Linked DNA regions of Mus musculus: region 2 is linked to region 1. A link is a contact called in public HiChIP or PLAC-seq data. All regions are on one chromosome and are shown on one strand. Each heading gives the region's core, a stretch centred on a gene start, on an enhancer-like site or on the middle of the called end of the contact. The rest is flanking DNA. Distances are from core to core; before and after follow the strand shown.

Region 1 (3,290 bases), core at 24-2,523:
CAAAAAGAATCTAGGAGACAGGAACTCTGGCATTAAGTTCACAATATTTCTTTTATTCAAGGCCAGCCCCCAGCCCAGGATCAAGGTCCAGCTCACATTTAGGGGTGGCCTTCCTTCCCTTACCCAACCAATAAGATCCCTCACAGACATGCCCAGAGGTTGTATCTTTGGTGATTCTAGATCCTGCCAAGTGGAAAGTCAACAATAGTAGCTGTCATGAACACCAAAGACCATCTTGCCCCTGCAGCTCCCTCAAGGGGTGTTCAAAATGTTCAGAGACAGATTGGGTTCCCACGTCCTCCAAAGATGTCACGCCCCCCCCTAAAGCAGAAAGCTGAATCTGGTGGCTGGTGAGCCAGCTCAACAGGTAAAGATGCTTGTCTTCAAGCCGGAAGACCTGAGTTTTGTCCCTAAGTTGTCCATGGTGTAGGAACAAAGCTAACTCCTGCAAGTTGCCTTCTGCCCTCTACACGCATGATAAATACGTAACTGCAGGCGGCTGGAGAGCTTGCTCAGCGGTTGAGTGCTTCCTGTGCATACAGAGGATTGGAGTTCGAATCCCAACACCCGCTTCGGTTGCCTCACAACTGCCCCTAACTCCCGCTCCTGGGGATCCCAGACTTCTTATCTCCACACACTTGCACTCACATATGCACATAGCCCCACCCCCACCCTGCGCACATATACACACATAAATTAAAAATAAATGCTTTAAAATATTAAAATGCAATAAAGTAATAATAAAAAGAAAACTGGAGTTTGAAGACATGAGGATAGACTTGGGGCTGTAGATTCTGAACATGATGGAATGTCCCCATCTTGGTACTGGGATGTGGATGTGAATGGGGATTGGGGCAGGGGGCAGGGGGGAGGGGAGCAGCGGCGAAGGTGGAATGGGAGGGGGTGGAGCAAGATGGTTCCTAGAGACACAGAGTCCTGGATGGTAGGGTGGATTCAGGGCTAAGAGCCTGCAATAAGTAAACTGAGGGTGCCACCTAGTTCGGTCCCCAGGCGTCCCCTGTGGCTTTGCAGTGCTGCCCGGATGGCAAGCCGTAACAGAGGCAGTTCAGTCTAGTCCAAGCTGTCTTCTGCTGGCTAGAACAGCAATGGGGTGGAGGGGACCCGGGGAGAAGCTAGCAGGAGGGAGGGGGCCTCCCAGCCGGGCGATTGGCAGCGTGCGCCCAAGTCCCCCCCATATCCCGCCCCCGCCCCGCCCCCGCCACCATCTGCTCGGGATTTGCGATCCGGGAGACTCCAGGCTCAGGGGCTCGGGGCTCCGGAGGCAACTGATCGGGTCTGTTCAAGGCCCTGGAGCAGCCCGAGGATCTGACACCTTTCCAACCTGCTGCGCCTCCCGAAGCGGCTCCTGGTGTTCCCGCGTCCCAGCCCTGGTCTGGGCGCTGATGGAACCGCGGCGATGTTCACTCTGGCCAGGCTGCTGGATTTCCAGAAAACCAAATATGCAAGGTGAGTAGCGGGTCAGGGGGTGATAGACAGGGGCCAGGACACCAAGATCCTTCTTTCCTTTCCCCACTGTCTGGAGAACTGGGCTCGATGCACAGACCCCGTTGCCTGGGGCTAGAACAACCCAGCTTCTTCATAACGGAGTGGTAATTGTCACCCCGCTTTTGCGCTCAGCGCAGCGGATTCTCCGAGTTTCCTTTTTCCCCTGGGCGAGGTGCTTCTTCGGTCCAAAGCTCAGTTTCCACATTTGCGACCCGGTGAACTCTGAGAGTCTCCACCATTCGGAACCACGGAGGATTATATGAGATGATCCTTAGAAAGCAAATCTAAGGGTGGGGGAACTGCTCCATCCCTGTGGAGCTCTCTGGGGTCCTCCCTGAACCCAGATTTCTTTTCTTTTCTTTCTTTTATTTTATTTATTTATTTTTTGAGTCAGGTCTCACTATAGTAGTCCTGGCTGGCTTGGACCCTCCTTTGTAGACCAAGCTGTCCTTTGACCTCACAGAGCTCTGTCTAGCTCGGGAACACTGGTCCTTCTTTTCCTGTTTTCGAGACAGTCTTGCTACATACCCTAGGCTGGCCTTGATCTCACTATGTAGCCCAGGCTTGTCTTGAACTTAATTCTTCAGCCTTAGCCCCCCTGGATGCTGAAATTAGGGCTGGGACTCACAAGAGTATATTTTAGTTAACATTTTGTATACCTGATTCCCATCTGAACACGTTAGTTGTGAGTTATTTTGCATTGTGTTTTTTTAATACGAAGTTTTCATTATCTGGTGTGCATTTTGATTTGATTTGGTTGTCTTGAACGAGTATCATTATTATTACTATTATTTTTATTGCATGTGGGGTTGTGTACCCCACACATATATGGAGGTCAGACAATGTTGTGGAGTTGAATCTTTCCTTCCCACTATCTATGAATTCCAGAGATTGAACCCTGGTCTCCAGGCTTTTGTGGCAAACTCCGTGACTTGCTGAGCCATCTTGTCATGCCTTTCCTAGTCCTTTTTTTAATTTTATTTTTAAAAAATGTCTCATTCTATAGCCTAGTAGCCCAGGCTTCTCTGAAACACACTATGTGGCCCAGGTCAGCCTTACACGGACAGCAGTCCTTTGGCCTCAGCCTCCTGAAGGCTGGGATTACAAGTGTGGGCTGGTATGCCTGGCTGCTCATGGAGATGTGATTGCCTCTGTGGCGGATGGAGAGATAGGCCTTTGAGAAAAGACCCGGTCGTAGGAGATAGAACTGTTTCACTTGAGTAAATGGTGAGCCTCCAGGCTCACCATTTCTCTGCACACTTGCAGATTTACTGCCCCAGAACTGAAGCCAGCAATAGACTTGGATGTTCCAGTCTCCAGAGCCTCTGTTCTGTGGATCCTAAGCTGGTCCCTAACTCACAGCTGGGGATGGTCTCAAATTCCCGATCTAAGTGCTGGGTTAGGTTTATGGATGCAATGCTGGGGACTGAACCCAGTGCCTTGTGCATGGTAGACGAGTCTACTGAGCTACTTCCCCGGCCCACAAACTTCTAATTCTTTCAGCTAGCATGTCTCGGGTGTTCTGTTCCGGCAACGGAAAGCAGATATAGGGCTGGAAAAAGAGCCCAGCTGGTAGGGTGTTTACCACTCAATAATGAGAGCCTGAATTTGAACCCCAATGCTCAAGATAGAAAGCCAGATGTGGTGGCATCCTTGTGATCCTAGTGCCCTGGAGGAGGAGACAAGCAATGCCCGGAGCTTGCTGGTCATCCAGCCTCAAGTACTTAGGCCTTGGGTCCCAGTGAGATGCCCCTGCCTCAAAAACAAGGTTGGTATCCCCCAAG
Region 2 (3,232 bases), core at 557-3,056, 61 kb before region 1:
GGTGTTGTTTTCCATCTATCTATGCCTGTGCACATGTGTGCTGCCTTCCATGGCCACAAGAGTGTTGGATTTCCAGGAACTGGAGTTGTGGGTGCAGTAAGTGCTCATGACTGCTGAGCCATCTCTCTAAACCGATTATTAGTTTTAACTGTGTGTGTGTGGCGGTGTGTGAGTTTGGGGGAGCCTCTGGGCCTGGAATTACATCACAGGTGGCTGCGAGCTGATGTGGGTTCTGGGGAAAACTCAGGTCGTCTGCGGGAGCAGCAAGCACTCTTAACCAGAGGCCATTTCTAAGTCATTTTAAAAAATAGGTGTTAATGCCTATATAAATGTATAGGAGCCAGGCGGTGGTGGCGCACACCTTTAATCGCAGCACTTGGGAGGCAGAGGCAGGTGGATTTCTGAGTTCGAGGCCAGCCTGGTCTACAGCGTGAGTTCCAGGACAGCCAGGGCTACACAGAGAAACCCTGTTTTGAAAAACTAGAAAAAAAAATTATAGGAACTACCTAAGTGGCTGGTACCAAAAAGAGGACTTCAGATCCCCTGAATTGTAGACAGTTTGTGTGCTACCATGTGGTGCTGGGAACTAAAACTGGGTCCTCTGGAAGGGCCAACAATGCTTTTAACCCCCACGCTCTCTTCAGCCCACTGAGATAGGGTCCCCTCCACCCCCTGCTCCCCACCCTGAGACAGTTTCTCTATGTAGCCCTGGCTATCCTAGAACTTTAGACCAGGCTGGGTCCATCTGCTTCTGTCACCCAAGTGCTGAGGTTAAAGGTGTGCACCTCGGCTGCCTGGTGACACAGGGTATTGATGCAGCTCAGATTCTGTGTAGCTGAGGATGTCCTTAAATTTCTGATCCTTCTGACTCCTCCCTAATATTGGGATAACAGGCATGTACCATATTACCCAGCTCTGATATGGAGACTTGTAATCACTGTGGCTTGGGGAGGGGTGGGGGGGAGACAGAGCCACAGACAGAAAACAGGCACTCACAAACACACGTACCTGAAATACCTTTACCTTAGAAGGAAAGGTAGAAATGAATGCTTTTCAGATGCATCCCAGTATAGAATTAGACAGGCGGAGGGGATCAGGACAGTCCCCTTGAATCAGCTTGAAAAAGGTTTAATTTTTCAAAATAAAATGCTATTCCTTGTCAGACGCCAAAGAAGAGTTGATCTTGCCTCCAAATCCAGAGTTGTTCCTTTTCTTTCCCTTGGGTTTCCCAAACCCCACAGAGTACAAATATAGTCTAAGACAGGTCAAAGATTACAGTAGGGCAAGAACTCAATCAATAAAGCCCTTGTGCTCAGCAGGCAGTTGTTAGTATGCATTTCCAACAGGCTTCATCCCCCGGGGAGACACTTCTCGCACAGTGTGAGGAGGGCACTTGGTCCAGCTCTCCTCACACCTGGGACACCAGATGTTCCGAACAAGTGATCTGGTCATTGCTAGCATGCAGAGGGCAGGAGCTACAACGACTGGGGGCACGGGGCCATTGGAGCATGCATCTTTATGATGTCTTGATAAAAGCTCGGATGTGCTGGCTTGGGCCTGTAGTTCCAGGACAAGGCAGGCAGAGGCACACCATCTTAAATCTGACTGCAGCCTGGGCTAAGTTGTAAGATCATTTCAAAAATAAAACAAAAAGAACCACGGAGAGTGGAGCTGAGCAAGGCACACAGTCCTCGTCATAGCTGAGCTGTGACCAAAATACTCTGGTCTTTTCCAAGTAACACACCTGCTGTCGAGCCTCGTCTCCAAGTCAAACTGTGAGAGCCAAGTTACCAAGCCGATTTGGCAGGAGCTGCAGCCTTGAAGCTCCCAGAATCCACAAGAGGGCAGGGTTGGGATGTTCCAGGTGGGCTAGGCAGGACATTGCTGAAACTTGTGGTCTCAACCCTGCAGTCACGGCCCAGGCGAGACAGGCTCCCTCCACACACCCTCCACTGCAAGACCATCTTCCACCTAGCTTTGTAGGCAGAGAGCAGAGCTGAACAAAAACCATGCACTTGACTCTGGGAGCTTTCAGTTTTAGTGTTTATTGGAGTCCACTGCTGGCCAGCCCCAGCACTGGGTACCCACAGGACATGCCCCCACACACCTCACAACAGCCCTGTGAGGTAGGGTTCTCGTACAGTCCAACCTCAGACCCCTGAGACCTGCCCCTAGCTCACACTTGTTGGTGTAGGCAGGACAAGGGACTCCAACTCTTGCTTTCATTGTCTGAGAAAATACAAAAGCTTTGGTCCCAATCCATACTAATCTTAAAATTTTGGGGGGTTTTACAACTCCCATTCCCCGTTGTTTTTGTTTTGTTTCTTTCTTTTCTTAAAGTCATCATCCTTTGGTTTTTTGAGACAGGGTCTCACTCTGTAGGCCAGGTTTGCCCAGGAGTATATAGTCTAGACTGGCCTCAAATTTACAGCCATGCTCCTGCCTCACTCTCTTGACTGCTGGGATTACAGGTGTGTGCCACACCGGATTCCAAAATGTTCTTACCTTTGAACCTGAGCCCTGCTGAGGCTTGGCTCTACCGTGTGCATCCCAACAGTGAGTGCTGACCTCAGCCAGCCACTCTCTCCTCCCTCACCTGAGGCCTGCGAGTGCTGTACAGATTGCCTGAGGTCACAGCCTAATCCTTTGCTTTTCTGACCTCTGTGGGATGCACGGGCACATCTGTCCCAAGAGAGGAAGGCTCACCAAATTTGCACAGCCTGGCAAGACCACTGATGGAAGGCACAGCCCCAGACCCCAGGAGCGGCCTTTTTCTAACCAAGTTTCCAAGTGAGGAAACCTATGCTTTAGGGAGACGTGAACTCCACTGTCTGTGAGACCCCAGCTCCCTAGAGAGGCCTCAGCAGAGGGAGCTGAGCTCCAAACCCAGAGCACAAAGCCAAGGTCACCAGCACAACAGCCACACTCTTTGGTTCCAGGAAACCCCGGCTCCCAATCAGCCCCGTGTGCTTCCCACAGTCGGTTCCTGTGAAGGCCAGTTTTAGTCTCCCAGTGAAGCAGTCACTGAACTAGGCCACAGGCTGGGGTCCCATGTTATTAGGGTCCAGAAAATTCATAGTTTAAAGTCCAGCACACGCAGCCTAACCCTGCCTCATACTGTTTGGCTCCTCGGATGCTCCAGGGCACAGGTGCCAACAGCAGCCAGAGCTAACAGTGGGCGCCCCTCAAACCCCAATTATGTGATTAGCTATCCTTGAACAGCAGAAACAGG

The links. HiChIP or PLAC-seq counts read pairs in DNA pulled down with a chosen protein or histone mark.
Region 2: a contact with region 1 is called in an H3K4me3 HiChIP or PLAC-seq map of embryonic stem cells, with 44 read pairs. The contact joins the enhancer-like site here to the promoter of Mmd2 in region 1. A contact is called at or near these places in 1 of 39 promoter capture datasets (pre-B cells), 1 of 484 Hi-C or Micro-C datasets (CD8 T cells), 2 of 115 datasets of contacts at active chromatin or transcription factors (both in embryonic stem cells) and 1 of 9 other capture datasets (adipose tissue).

The regions. Positions count from the first base shown.
Region 1 is chr5:142,606,735-142,610,024 of GRCm38.p6, reverse strand. It overlaps Mmd2 (monocyte to macrophage differentiation-associated 2), which reads left to right and starts at 1,273. Exons shown (of 7, transcript NM_175217.6): 1 at 1,273-1,467. The coding sequence starts at 1,418.
Region 2 is chr5:142,668,470-142,671,701 of GRCm38.p6, reverse strand. It overlaps Wipi2 (WD repeat domain, phosphoinositide interacting 2), which reads right to left. Exons shown (of 12, transcript NM_178398.4): 12 at 2,330-3,232. Among named protein-coding and RNA genes, the nearest start is that of Gm40352, 23 kb to the left of the region's middle. Within about 2 kb of position 1,806, at least 17 of the 459 cell types and tissues checked have an H3K27ac peak or open chromatin away from gene starts, as enhancers often do. A contact at or near this core is called in embryonic stem cells, where this site is marked.